Regions from separate parts of the Mus musculus genome. Here regions 1 and 2 are each linked to region 3. A link is a contact called in public HiChIP or PLAC-seq data. All regions are on one chromosome and are shown on one strand. Each heading gives the region's core, a stretch centred on a gene start, on an enhancer-like site or on the middle of the called end of the contact. The rest is flanking DNA. Distances are from core to core; before and after follow the strand shown.

The links. HiChIP or PLAC-seq counts read pairs in DNA pulled down with a chosen protein or histone mark.
Region 1: a contact with region 3 is called in a FOXA1 HiChIP or PLAC-seq map of pancreatic cancer cells. The contact joins the promoter of 2310039H08Rik here to the promoter of Hsp90ab1 in region 3. A contact is called at or near these places in 2 of 39 promoter capture datasets (the C10 cell line and pre-B cells), 2 of 484 Hi-C or Micro-C datasets (B cells and nephron progenitors), 3 of 115 datasets of contacts at active chromatin or transcription factors (large pre-B cells, pancreatic cancer cells and stem cell-derived neural progenitor cells) and 1 of 9 other capture datasets (embryonic stem cells).
Region 2: an H3K27ac HiChIP or PLAC-seq map of double positive thymocytes shows a contact between it and region 3, with 4 times the contacts expected there. The contact joins the promoter of Ptk7 here to the promoter of Hsp90ab1 in region 3. A contact is called at or near these places in 3 of 39 promoter capture datasets (cranial neural crest, frontonasal cranial neural crest and maxillary cranial neural crest) and 4 of 115 datasets of contacts at active chromatin or transcription factors (double positive thymocytes, embryonic stem cells and stem cell-derived neural progenitor cells).

The regions. Positions count from the first base shown.
Region 1 is chr17:46,769,665-46,774,019 of GRCm38.p6, reverse strand. It overlaps 2310039H08Rik (RIKEN cDNA 2310039H08 gene), which reads right to left and starts at 1,385. Exons shown (of 1, transcript NM_025966.3): 1 at 613-1,385. The coding sequence starts at 1,207. The coding sequence ends at 863. Rpl7l1 (ribosomal protein L7-like 1) reads left to right here. Exons shown (of 7, transcript NM_025433.3): 7 at 1-113.
Region 2 is chr17:46,628,125-46,632,549 of GRCm38.p6, reverse strand. It overlaps Ptk7 (PTK7 protein tyrosine kinase 7), which reads left to right and starts at 3,046. Exons shown (of 20, transcript NM_175168.4): 1 at 3,046-3,282. The coding sequence starts at 3,228. It overlaps Klc4 (kinesin light chain 4), which reads left to right. Exons shown (of 16, transcript NM_001357130.1): 14 at 402-517; 15 at 659-722; 16 at 1,477-1,921. The coding sequence ends at 1,527.
Region 3 is chr17:45,570,815-45,574,863 of GRCm38.p6, reverse strand. Hsp90ab1 (heat shock protein 90 alpha (cytosolic), class B member 1) reads left to right here and starts at 1,603. Exons shown (of 11, transcript NM_008302.3): 1 at 1,603-1,697; 2 at 2,953-3,099; 3 at 3,245-3,451; 4 at 3,687-3,846. The coding sequence starts at 2,953. It overlaps Gm35399 (a long non-coding RNA gene), which reads right to left and starts at 1,549. Exons shown (of 2, transcript XR_385595.1): 1 at 1,468-1,549; 2 at 74-1,367.

The DNA.
Region 1 (4,355 bases), core at 136-2,635, 1.2 Mb before region 3:
TGGCTCAGTGGTACCACATGGTGGCTCACAACCATCTGTAATGAGATCTGACGCCCTCTTCTGGTGTATCTGAAGACAGCTACAGTGTACTTACATAAAATAAATAAATCTTTAAAAAGAGCCGTTCGCCCAGTCCCCTGGGCATCTGGCACCGTTTCACAAGTCCTGCGGGGAGGAAAGAATGCTCCCTCAGAAACCCAGGGCTTAATTCCCAACTACTAGTTTCAGCCTTGGAGATGAATCTGGGTAAGGCACCTGCTGCCAAGCCAGAGCTTAACCGGGGGGGGGGGGGGGGGGGGGGGGGTCTGGTGCATGGTGGGAGGAGAAAGCCAACTCCTATGGGGGTACCAACTACCAAACTGCCTCTGCTCGCACTACCTTAGTTGCTCCCAAGAGTCAGGGTTTTTTAAGATTTAGTTATGTGGCCAAGCACACTGACAACAGAAGAGGGCGTCAGATCCCATTAAAATGTGAGTCACCATGTTTGCTGGAAATTGAACCTTGATCCTCTGGAAGAGCACCGAGCCCTCTCTCCAGTCCCCCAACTCCAAGAACCAGGGTTTCTATGTATCACTCTGGGAAGGAACCTTTTCATCAAACCCAAACGACTGCCAAGTTAGAAATGCCTTTTGGATATCGGTTTATCGGTATCATCAGAACAAGCGGGTCCAGGAGGTTGTGCTGTCCTACAGTGACAAGGGAAACTTATTTCCGTTACACAAATGGACTAGGACACAGTATGAAGTTGAAATTTGGCATCCAAAAACAAAATTACTAGGCAACATTGAGTCCCACAGGTGGCAAGTGTCCAGACTCAAGTTTGTGTAGGACCCAGTCATGCCCTCGGGAAACACCTCGAGCATCAGGAAACCCTTGGGCCTCCGTCGAGTTGGGCGGCTGGACTGCCCCGGGATCGCTCCTCGATGGTCGGAGGCTGCGTCCTCGTGTCTAGGGCGATGGTGCAGGGTGAGGCGGCCGAGCCCGCATCTTCCCAGGGCTTGGGCCTCCGAGGGAGCAGAGACGCGGTGGGTTCACCGTGGGTCGCAGTGATGTGGCGTTTCTCCAGGCCCGGGACCTCCTGGCCCTTCTGTACCAGGTGCAGGAGCTCCGCCAGGGTCACCGAGGCAGGAGCTGGCTCGGCAGACGCCAGTGCACCGCTCGGACTGGAGACACCGCCACGCTGGTCCATGTCCTGCCACCAGCTCATCCCCCGGATCCGGCTGTAAGCACTTCCGGGTGGAGTGGGAGCAACCACTTCGTGAAAAGTAGAGGGGAGCTTAGTAACTTAGCCCAGGGTAGACCTTCCAAGACCCGGGCTATTTGTGCAGAAGCTGCAGCCTGGGTTAACCTCCAGCTCTCATTCCACAACATGAGATGTGCTGCGGTGGGTGAGGAGCGGGCGGGGTGGGGTGGGGGAACGAGCCAAAAAGTGAAGTTTTTGCACCCAGTGAGACAAGTGTGAGGAGGCGTGGCTGTACAAAAGCACTTCCCTTTGGCACGTGTAGATGCGGACGCAGGCTGCGCGCTCAGGGCCGGGAGGGTCGTCTTGGTAGTTTGAGTCTCGCGCTACAGTCCAGAGCGTGATTCTGTATGCTTTTCCAAGCAAGCAAGCAAGCGCTCGTCACATTTGTTAATTGTGGTACTAAGGATCAAATCCCTGGTTTTTGTTGTTGTTGTTTGGGTTTGGGTTATGTGTTGTTTGGGATTTGTAGTCAATTTTGGTTTGAGCCAAGGATTCGTCATCTCCCAATGTCTGCTGCGCTACACCTCCCAATGCTGTTCAGATTTCTGTATCAAAGCTATCCTGACAGGATGCAGTGGCTCATGCTTGTAACACCATATGCTCGGGCCATAGAGCCAGCCGAGTTACACACTGAAACATGTAAGTATATAATAAACAGCTTGATCTGGCACAGATCAAGAAATCAGTAAGTAAAGCATACTTTGCATAATGTTAAAAGCACACAGCATGTTTACCCTTCACCGGAAACAACCCCATGAAACCCAAAAAGTGGGTAAGATGGCTCAGCAGGTAGGGCTATTGAATTTTTATCCCCGTTCTCATGTTTTCAAGGTCTCCTGTAGCCAAAGCTGACCTTGAACTTGAACTCACAATATAGTCTGTGTGTGTGTGCGTGCGCGCGCGTATGCACGCGTCTGACTTCGGATCCTTGCCTTCGAAGGGCAGAAGTAGGCAGACCGCCGCATCCAGCTGGCATTTATCTGGGTTTGTGGGCATTCAAATTCTGACCCTCACACCTGCACGGCAGGCACTAACTGCTGACCATTCCCAACCGCGGCTTTGAACTCCTGGCCCTCCACCTCCGCAGTGCTGGGATTACAGGGGTCCATGTCCAGTATGTGCTGGGAATTGAATTGTATTGTATGGTGCCGGGAATGGAGCACAGGAGTTTATATGTATTAGCCAAGCACTCTACTAACTGAGAGCTCTGTCTGCAGCCCCTCTGGCACACTTTTCCTCATGTAATGCTGAACCTCTTAGGGCTTCCTTTCCTTTCCTTTCCTTTCCTTTCCTTTCCTTTCCTTTCCTTTCCTTTCCTTTCCTTTTCTGTTTTGTTTTTCAAGACAGGGTTTCTCTGTGTAGCCCTGGCTGTCCTGGAACTCACTCTGTAGACCAGGCTGGCCTCGAACTCAGAAATCCACCTGCCTCTGCCTCCCAAGTGCTGGAATTAAAGGCGGGTGCCACTACTGCCCGGGCCCCCCTTTAATTTTATTATGTGCATCTATGTCTGTGTACTACATGCATGCAGTACTGCTAAAGGCCAGAAGAGAGCAACTGAACCCTTAGTTCTGCTATCATGTCGGTGTTGGGCTTTGAATTCTCTGGTCTTCTGGAAGGACAGCCAGTGCCTGGAGGCCATTATTGAGGGTCCCCAGTGATCTCTCCTGTAGCCCCTGCAGCTGTCTCTGCATGTTCATCCAACTTCCTGGACCTGACAGAGTCAGTGCAGCAGGCTCCCTGGCCTTCTAGTTTCTGGGCCTGGTCAGGCTGGGAGAGAGTAGCAGGAGGAGAGAAGAGATAGCTTCAACAGATTTCATTCTGTTTCCCCTCCTCAGGGTCTCATCGGCAGCAGTCCCTCCACACAGCCCTCTGGTTTAAGGGTTCTGACACAGCTCCCTTCTCACTCTCTCAGATGCTACGTTGTCTCCTGGGAACTCCCTTGTCCTTGCCCACATCGCTCTCTGCCCATGGGCTCTACTAAATTCTCCTTAGATTTTCCAATGTCGTCGTCTCTTTCTCTCCCGCCCTTCCTCACCAACACTAGAAGTGGTTCCTTCCAGGAGTAGACAGAACAGAGTGTTAGGATTAGCCCTCCCACGCTGTGCAGGGGGACATGCGTGTGACTGGAGGGGACATGCGTGTGACTGGGGATCCCATTCATGTGAGGAGATCGTGGATAGATGTTGTGCCCAGCTCTGCGTGGCCATGTTGCTTGTTTTTATATCTATAGGGAAACACAAGGGTCCTCAACTTCTGACAGAAGGGTAGCTTGGATTGGCACCCTGGCTGGAGGCCGGCATTGAGACATCACCGTGAGATCACCAAGTTCCAGGACCGATTAAAGGCTCAGCCCTTCCTTTCTTATAGGATTTCATTTTGTAGTCCAGGAAGGCCTGGAACTCACCACCCACCTACCTTAGCTGCTTGATTCTGGCATGAGCTCCCACACTTGGACTTCCAGATGTCCGTTGTAAAAATCAGAAAGGTAAGAGTTACTGAGTGGACCTTGAGATGGGTCAGAGATATTACATATCTCTATCTACATATCTATGATATCAATGTAGATAGATAGATGGATAGATAGATAGATAGATAGATAGATAGATAGATAGATAGATAGATAGAGACGTACAGTAGCATAAACACGAGACCACCTCCTCAGCAAGGGAGAAAACAAGAAGCAACTCTGGATGTAAATTGTCCTCCGACTTCCATACTTGCACTGTTAATGTGTTAACACGCACACACACACATGCACACAAACACGGAAACAAATAAACTGTGCTGGAGGTGTAGCTGAGTTGACAAAGCATTGGTTTGCACAAAGCCCTGAGTTCCGTCCCCAACCCCACATAAAGCCAAGCACAGCTGTGTGATCCACCCTGTAACTGGCGCTTGGGAGATGGAGGCATGAGGGTCAGAAGTTCAAGATGGTGAGAGGGCAGACTGGGCTCTGTGAGACCCTGCCTCAGAGAGGGGGGAAGGGGAGGAAGAGAGAGGGGAGGGAAGGGAAAACACAGGACACTTGGAATGCAAGGTTATCCAAGTTCATTTCCTTGGATGCTCATCCAAGATTTGGGATTTACCATGCCGGCTCCAGCACCTGGAAGAG
Region 2 (4,425 bases), core at 1,797-4,296, 1.1 Mb before region 3:
AGATCTCATTACGGGTGGTTGTGAGCCTCCACGTGGTTGCTGGGAATTGAACTCAGGACCCTTGGAAGAGCAGTCAGTGCTCTTATCCACTGAGCCATCTTGACAGCCCCTGGGAATCTCTTCTTTTGGTTTTTCAAGACAGGGTTTCTCTGTGTAGCCCTGGCTGTCCTGGAACTCACTCTGTAGACCTGGCTGGCCTCGAACTCAGAAATCCGCCTGCCTCTGCCTTCCGAGTGCTGGGATTAAAGGCGTGCACCACCACGCCTGGCTGGGAATCTGTTCTTGATGAGGCCATTGCTTTCAATCACTGGGCTTCAGGAAAGGGAATAAATGGCAGGAATAGACTTAGAAGCTGGGTGACATGGGACCTTGGGTTCCCAATGCCTGTCTCTTCCCAACAGGATGGCAGTGGCACCCTCCAGAGGAGCGGCTCTCTGGGCAAGATCCGGGATGTGCTTCGTAGGAGCAGTGAGCTACTGGTGAGGAAGCTCCAGGGGACGGAGCCGCGACCTTCCAGGTACATGACAAGTGACAAGGGGTAACTATGACAAAGCAGGTCAGCAGGCCTGGCCTGCAGCACCTCCTGGTGCCGGAGAAATGTCCTAGAGTGTCCTACACAGAGGAGCAATGGGGGCCTCACTTCTCTTTTTCTTTGCAGCAGCAGCATGAAGCGGGCGGCCTCGCTGAACTACTTAAACCAACCCAATGCAGCCCCCCTCCAGGTGAGCGTGCTGAGGGACACCCTAGGGCCGAGGGAGGAAGGGCTCCCCAAGGCAGTCCCAGGGGCAACTGGGAAGGTGGAAGACTCACCATAGTGAAGGTGGCCTGGGAGACTGGAGCTCTTCAGGAGTCAGACTGACAGCATGGCATCGGAGGTGCTGGGCATCGAGAGACAGGGGCAGTGGGGGACACATGTCTAATCTCAGAGCTGGGGAAGCAGAGGCAAGTGGGACTCTGCATTTAAAGCCAGCCTGGTCTACAGAGTTCCAGCACGGACAGGGTGACACAGAAACCTGGTTTGAAAGAGAAGAGAAAGACAGACAGACAGATAGACAGACAGAGACAGAGAGAGAGAGAGTTTCTGGCTAAAGGATTCAGTCAGAATTATTCAGGAGAGTACCAGCCACTGGTGCTCTCTAAGCTGGTAATAATTCAGAGTGACTTAGAGCTGCTGGCCGTGTCTTACTCCTTCCCTTGAGGTCTCAGTGAGGAAGTAGGAACACCAGCAGCATGAAGTCTCCCTTAGAGAAAGCAGGCAACACTGCCAGCCAGTTCAACACAGTGAGCTCTTGGGTCAGCTCATTCACTGTGCAAGCCAGCATTCTTGCCCAGGTTTCGTCCCGTAGCTCCTCCAGTAGACCGTGCCTAAGCAAAGTCCTAGAGCTTAGGTTGAGGTTAGAAATTCCATCTTTAGTCTCTGCAGAGCAGGCAGACTCCAGGAGTTTGCAGTGATGTGTGGTTGCTGGTCTCTTTCAGGTCTCCCGGGGCCTCAGCGCCAGCACTGTGGACCTTTCTTCAAGTAGCTGACATTCAACTCCCTCTTTTAGTCTGCTGGGTCCCCACAGCCCTTACAGCATTCCCCATGGCTCCTGTCTCTTCCCCAACTCAATAGGATGGTGAAGAGGGAGCGGTGTATGTGGTAGATTGCTGCTTCTAGGGTCTAGGCTCCTTCCCTGGGAACCCCCCTTCGGAAGGGCCCTCAGGATAACATGATCTCTACTTTGGAGTCCTCTAGAGTAGCTGACTGAGGCTCCCAAGGTGGGAGAAAGTGGGTCTGCACCTCAGGGATGCGCCTGATGCTGGCTCTTCTGTCAGTTTGGGGCTGGCCAACTGGGCTGCCTTGCCCTGGTCTCTTTTACCCTCTGCTGCCTCACTACAGGTCCACATATTTCACTGTTTCTTTAATAAATGAACCAGGTAACATTTTGTGTTCGGAGTCTTCATTGAAGACGTTGTTCAGGACCCTTCCTAGAAGGATGAGGGCAGTGGTAGTGTGCAGGACTGTTGAATTCTTGGCTCAATGGTTCCCTCCGTGTTTGTACCCTCTTTAGCAGGGCCTGGAGGAAGACTTCTGGGGGATGGGGAATGAGGCACACAAGAAGAAGGTGCTGTGGACGGGGTTGTCAGGGACATGTGGTGGCCATGTGGCAGGACCCTGGAGTCCTGGCGCCACTTCTCCTGCCTGTGAGGCCCTCTGTGGCTTCCTTCCCCCCTCCCAGCTGCTTGGGGGAAGGGAGGTCTAAGCAGGCCTGGGGGGCCCTCCAGAGCCAGAAGGGGGACAAGGCGCTATCCATCCTCTCTTGCATATCCTGGAGGCCTGTCAGCAGCTGGGGCCCATCTTCTAAAGCTTGACTTCTTCTGACCCGCCTCCCACACCCCTTGCTGCTTTCACAACAAAGAAAGAATGTGGGGGTGGTGGCGCTGGGGGTGGAGGGTGCCTGGAACAAGGGCTGCGTTGGGCCTCCCCACAGCTGGAGATTTGGCCATGCCCTGACACAGCCCAGACTGCTTGGAGATGGACTTGGGATGTATGTCTGTTTAATAGCTCTCGCTGGGGGTTGGAGCCCAGGGTTTCTACCTTGGGTTCAGATTTGTCCAGTGTCACGCACGCCCCTCCCCCTCCCTGGCTACATCTGTTCCACCGGGCACCACAGCTGTGCCCTCCTTGTCTTCTGAGACATCCTGGCTATGTCCTCCTTGCCTTCTTCTGAGACACCCTGCTGGTCTGTCTCATGCAGCACTTTGGGTTGCTTAACTCCAGCAACTTGGAGAATTCTGGGCAAACTATTGCTCCAGATCTCCAGGTAGGTTCAGAGGGCCTAACGGAGTTCTGAGAGTCACTTTGGTTCTCTTGCGTCCCAGTGGATAGATTAGGCGGTGGGAACAACACCCAGGTCTCCGGCACTCCCCTAAGACGGCCACTGCTGCTCCCCCCCCCCCCCATCATTCCCCAGATCCTTCTTTCTATTGCCAGCTCCTCCCCTCGACGGCGGGGAAGGGGGCGTCAGGGGGCGGGGCGCCGTGCAGGCGGAGAGGAGGGGGCGTCGGGGGCGTGGCTTGGCTGCGGCGGCGGCGCGCTCGAGGGCTTGGATGTACGGGGCGCGCGCGGCTCCAGCTCCGGACGCCTCGGGCTCGGGCTGTAGCTGCTGCGGCGGCCCCCGCGCTCCGGTCCGCGCGCCCGCTCGCCGTGTGCCTTGAACCTCGCTGCTCGTCTGCAGCCCGCCAGGATGGGAGCCCGCCCGCTGACTCTGCTCAGAGCCCTGCTTCTGCCGCTGCTGGCCGGTGAGTCCCCCGAGAACCGGGAGGATCCGAGCTGTGCTTTGAGAAGCGCGGGAGTCCCGGGGGCTGGAAGGGCCCTGGAGAGGTGGGCTGGGCAGTTGGGGAGGTGGAGAGGCTCGCTAGGGGCTCGAGGATCCTGGGTTGGCGACGCCCCCTACGCGGTGGCGACACGGTGCACTGGGGCGCGGGGACGCGTTTGCTGTGAGTTCTCTCCGCCCGATCCGAGAGTTTGCTCGAGCGTTGCCCGGAGTCGCTGGCTCCCAAGCTCTGCTAAGATCTCCCTTTTGGAGAAGCAGTGCCCTCCCATCCCGTGAAAAGGTGCGGACGCGGACACCCAGGAATGCCCCGGGCCTTGGAGCCCAGATGAGGGGGATAGGCCTGGCTCCCGATCCCGTCCGAGCTGACATGGGGCGCGCCTGGCGCGGAGCTTTGTTACCTATGCCGGCCCGACGCGCCCGGGTCCCTCCCTGCAAGTTCCGGGGCAAAGCTGGAACCCCAGATGGCCCTGCGGGTGAGGGCAGGTTAGACTGAGAAGTGCCTAATCTTCTCCTCCAACTAGGCCTTGAGCCTACTCGGTGCCAGGGTCGTATCCCTGGAGCGGAGGGTCCCAGGCTGTAGTGGTGACTAATGAGTGAAGGCCGCTGCCAAAATCGGGCATGGCCGGCTTGCCAAGGTGCGGACGGGCTTTGCTTTGCTGTTTCCTGGATTTCCATCCTGTCCGTGTGTCCGTGTTCTCGGAGGAAAGGATTGTCTCTCTTCCTAAGGGCAGAAAGGCAAAGAGAGAGATAGAACGAGAGAGAGAGAGAGAGAGAGAGAGAGAGAGAGAGAGAGAGAGAGAGAGAGCGCCCAACTCTGGCTTTTCGTGAAGGGTCTCTCTACTTTGGTGAGGGTGTGGCCCCCCCGCCCCCCCCCCCCATCTCCAGGGCAAACAAGGGGCACCCTGTCCCGCAGACTTTTATTTCCTGGCTGATCACACCTGAGAGTCGGTCACAACTAAGGTGTTGTAAGTGACTTAACCGGAAATCGCCAAGCCACCCATATACCCAGTCTGCTGGTCCAAATGACTCCCTCCTTACCTTCCAAGACAAAACTACCAGTGGTGGTCTGCGGAAACAGCCCTCCTTGGGGAGACAGTCTGCGGGGGTG
Region 3 (4,049 bases), core at 354-2,853:
ACACACACACAGAATTAAGGAGAGGCTAACAGACAGTGCAGGATGGGATGATAACAGACGAAGTAGACAGAGGCAAGGAGAAAGCAACTACTGTTTAACAATGAATGCACATTAGACAGACTGCAGGCAAGCACCGGGAACAAAGGTGTGGGCGGTGGTGTGGGGACACAAGCCAGCATGAGCTAAGATAGCAGAGCACTGAGTGCCCATCCTCTACTGGAGGGCTCATCAGTCCAACAAGCTTCCAGATGCAGCCTTGGAAAAAGGCAAGGCTAGATTGCCAGCTGAAGGACATGGCAGGCCACCTTTAGAACAGAGGCACTGGCACAACTTGGTTTTCTGGCTCCTGGAACTGGGCCAACCTGTGACCAGCACCTTCATGCGGATGCCTAGAACTCCAGCTTCTCTGAAAAGACTGGGACCTGCTCCTCTCTAGGTCCAAAGAGCTGCATGCAGTAGGGAAGAGGCTAGAGAAGCGAAACCAGCTTGAGAAACAGCTTGTGCTCACATAGGGAGGGCGCACGTACCCGCGCGCTGTGTACGTGGGAGACCGGGGAGGCTGAGGGGTGGGGAGTGTTCTACCCAGTAGCGCAAGCTGCTAGCTCGGTTCTCTGTTCACTAGAAGGTGTCCGCAGTCACTCACCCCCACAGCCCCCGTGCCCTGTGACCGATCCAGGTCAGCTATCCCTCCCTCTGCGCTCCACTCCCCCACTGTTATGTGGGCCTCTTAGGGCCACGCGTGGAGGGTCGTTCAACCCTGGCCCACGGTAGGCAGACTTGGGGAAAATTTCTTCCCAGGGTAAGATCAAGGTAGGGGAAAAAAAAAAAAAAAAAAAGCCACCCAGCCAAGCGGCGACGAAGACACTGCCCCCGCCGCAGCAGGGGAGGTGGAGCCTAGGGGGGAGGGGTGGAGACCGCCGAGACAGGCCTAGAAACTGCTGGAAGAAATCGCAGCACCACCGCTGCTGATCCTTCCGCCGCAGGCCGCCAAAGAGTCCCTACCAGCCCAGGCCCGTGCCCCTCCCCTCGGGGAAAGCGGCTCCCAGCCTGAAGCTGTGCTGTACCCGGGAGGGTGGGGATGGGGGAATCGGGGGCCTCCTTAAAGTTGGACAAGGAATTTATCATCCTTTTCTCTTGATGTGCGATTTGTAGGGAACATTCTAGTAAGATCGGGTCTGGAAATGGCAGCCGAGTTGGCCACCTCCATTCTCTTTCAGTCCCCTGAGTTCTGGACTCTTGGGGGGTGGGGGGGTGGAAGCGCCTACCTTGAGTTTTCTGAGGCAGTCCGTAGGGTATTCGCCCGCAGATACATCCCTAATTGCATATGCATGCTCCCTGCTCATCTTGAGGGGGGACATGTCCTACTCCTGCAGAAATGGGGGATGTGCAAAACGATATTGAATTGGCCTTGACTCAGGAACCAGGCCCGGGGTCCCGCTCCTCCCCGCCCCCTCCACGATCTGCTACCATGACGTCAAGGTGGGCGGGCGGCGGCAGGTGCGTGGCCCGCAGCCACTCCTTTAAGGCGGAGGGATCCAAGGGCGGGGCCCGGGCTGTGCTTCGCCTTATATAGGGCGGTCGGGGGCGTTCGGGAGCTCTCTTGAGTCACCCCCGCGCAGCCTAGGCTTGCCGTGCGAGTCGGACTTGGTCCGGGCCCACCACCCTGCTCTGTACTACTACTCGGCTTTCCCGTCAAGGTAAGGCCGGGGTCTCTCGTCCCCGGCGGCTCTCCGGGGGCTTCTTCCCGGGGTCCCAGCCTCCATCTCATCTGTCCCAAAGCCTCCTTCCCCGGCGGGGCAGCCTGTGGAGATAACGTGTCTAGAGGTTAGAGGTTCGGGCTGTACCCCGGCGGGCTTGCACGCGAGGCTCCCCGGGGCGGGTGGATTCCCCGGAGCGTGGGGTGGGGGTGCGGCCCGGCCAGGTGGTGGGCGGCCGCACGTGGTAGTCGCCGACCCGGGACGCTGCCATGTTTGCCCTCCACTTCCGGGCGCGGCTGCAGGGTCCGCGCGGTGGCGGGCTGCTCTGCGTGACTCAGCAAGGCCTGGGGAGGTTGGCCTGGCTGCCTCCCCCGGACGCCGCCGGTACCAACGTGCTTGATTTTGGGGAGGGGTGCACAGCAGGGACGCCGGAACCCACCGCGCTTTCCCTTTCCAGATCTTTCTGCCCTCCCAGTGGAGGGCGGGGGAGGAGAGACAGAGCAGGCACGAGAAGATTCCTAGGTCCCTCCCTTTCTCCTCCCCTCCCCGGAGCTCAGATTGTTCTGGAAGCCTGGGCGCCCCGCCCCAGTGCCCGGATGCTGGGGCGGTGGGAGGGTTTCAATGGCGCCCCCTCCCCGTGTGGCTCCTGCCGACGCATGTCCGGCAGTGACGAGGGTCGTTGGACGGCTGGGCCACCATTTTACTTGGGTTCCGGCCTATGCAAGTCTGCACAGTGAGTGGTCACGGTGGAGCTCTTGATTTCTTTGTCCTGATTTAATTGCCCCGTGAGCGCCTCCCAGACTACAGCTTCAAGGTTCTCTTGCCCTGCTGGGTGGAATAAAATAAAAATTAAAAAAGACTGCTTTTTCTGTTAAAGTTGTTCCTCACCCCAATGAGGAGATTGTAGTTAAGGGGTGTGAGTACCAGGGGTTGCTTGAGGTTCTTTTTTATGTATTGTTAACTTAGTCTGGATTTTTACCATATTGCCAGGTGTTCTGTTCAGAGTCAGTGAGCTATGCACTGAACATGCCAATGTTCAAGAGTTTGACTTTTGGGCATCTGTTCTGGAAAACCCATCTTTTAGGTTTTTTTCTGTCATTTTTGTCTTGGCCATTGTAGCTTAAATGTCCTTTTTTAAAGAAAATGGCTGCTCTTGTCTCTTTGGGTTGGATACTTTCCCAGACTAAAGAAGTTTGAGCTGGATATTAAAATGTGTGTCTATAATGGTCCTTAGTAGTAATTCTTTCATTCTTAGATGCCTGAGGAAGTGCACCATGGAGAGGAGGAGGTGGAGACCTTTGCCTTTCAGGCAGAAATTGCCCAGCTCATGTCCCTCATCATCAACACTTTCTATTCAAACAAGGAGATTTTCCTCCGCGAGTTGATCTCTAATGCTTCAGATGTGAGTATTCTGTTGTTGAATTTCTAAGGCTTCACGGAAGTGTGTGTGTGTGTGGGAGTGATTGAGAAGAACAGTTCAGTTGATGTTGAAGGGGGAGGGACTGTTTGGAAAAATAAAATAATCTGGCTTTTTGCGTTTACTACAGGCCCTGGACAAGATTCGATATGAGAGCCTGACGGACCCTTCTAAGTTGGACAGTGGGAAAGAGCTGAAAATTGACATCATCCCCAACCCTCAGGAGCGCACGCTGACTTTGGTGGACACAGGCATTGGCATGACCAAGGCTGACCTCATTAATAACCTGGGAACCATTGCTAAGTCTGGCACGAAGGCGTTCATGGAGGCTCTCCAGGTGTGTGGCCTTTCATCCACACCGTCCTCTAATTTGTTACTGCTTAAGTTAAAATTTGTCTGTCTAGGGTATTACATATTAGGACACTTATTAGAAAAAAAGTACAAGTGGTTGGTCAGGACAGCTTTGACCCCTAGATCTCTGGACATTGAACTGATTGTTACCTTGCGCAGCAGATGGTTATACTTGGCCAAGAACCATGTTGCTGATCCTCTTTACTTCAAACCCTTTGCAGGCTGGTGCAGACATCTCCATGATCGGGCAGTTTGGTGTCGGATTCTACTCGGCCTATCTAGTTGCAGAGAAAGTGGTTGTGATCACGAAGCACAATGATGATGAGCAGTATGCCTGGGAGTCGTCTGCGGGTGGCTCCTTCACCGTCCGGGCAGACCATGGTGAGGCAGCAGGCTACATTGTGGGGAAACCTTAGACGTTGTATTCTATAAAAGTACATTTTAAGGGGTGGTGAGTGCCAGCACTTGGGTGAGTTCTTAAGGCAAGCAAAGGGGCTACACAGGAATCTTAGCTTGCTTGAGAAACCAGGAACGAAAAAAGCGTAGTTCGTTCTTGTATTTTAGTTTCAGTTTTTCATGTCTTG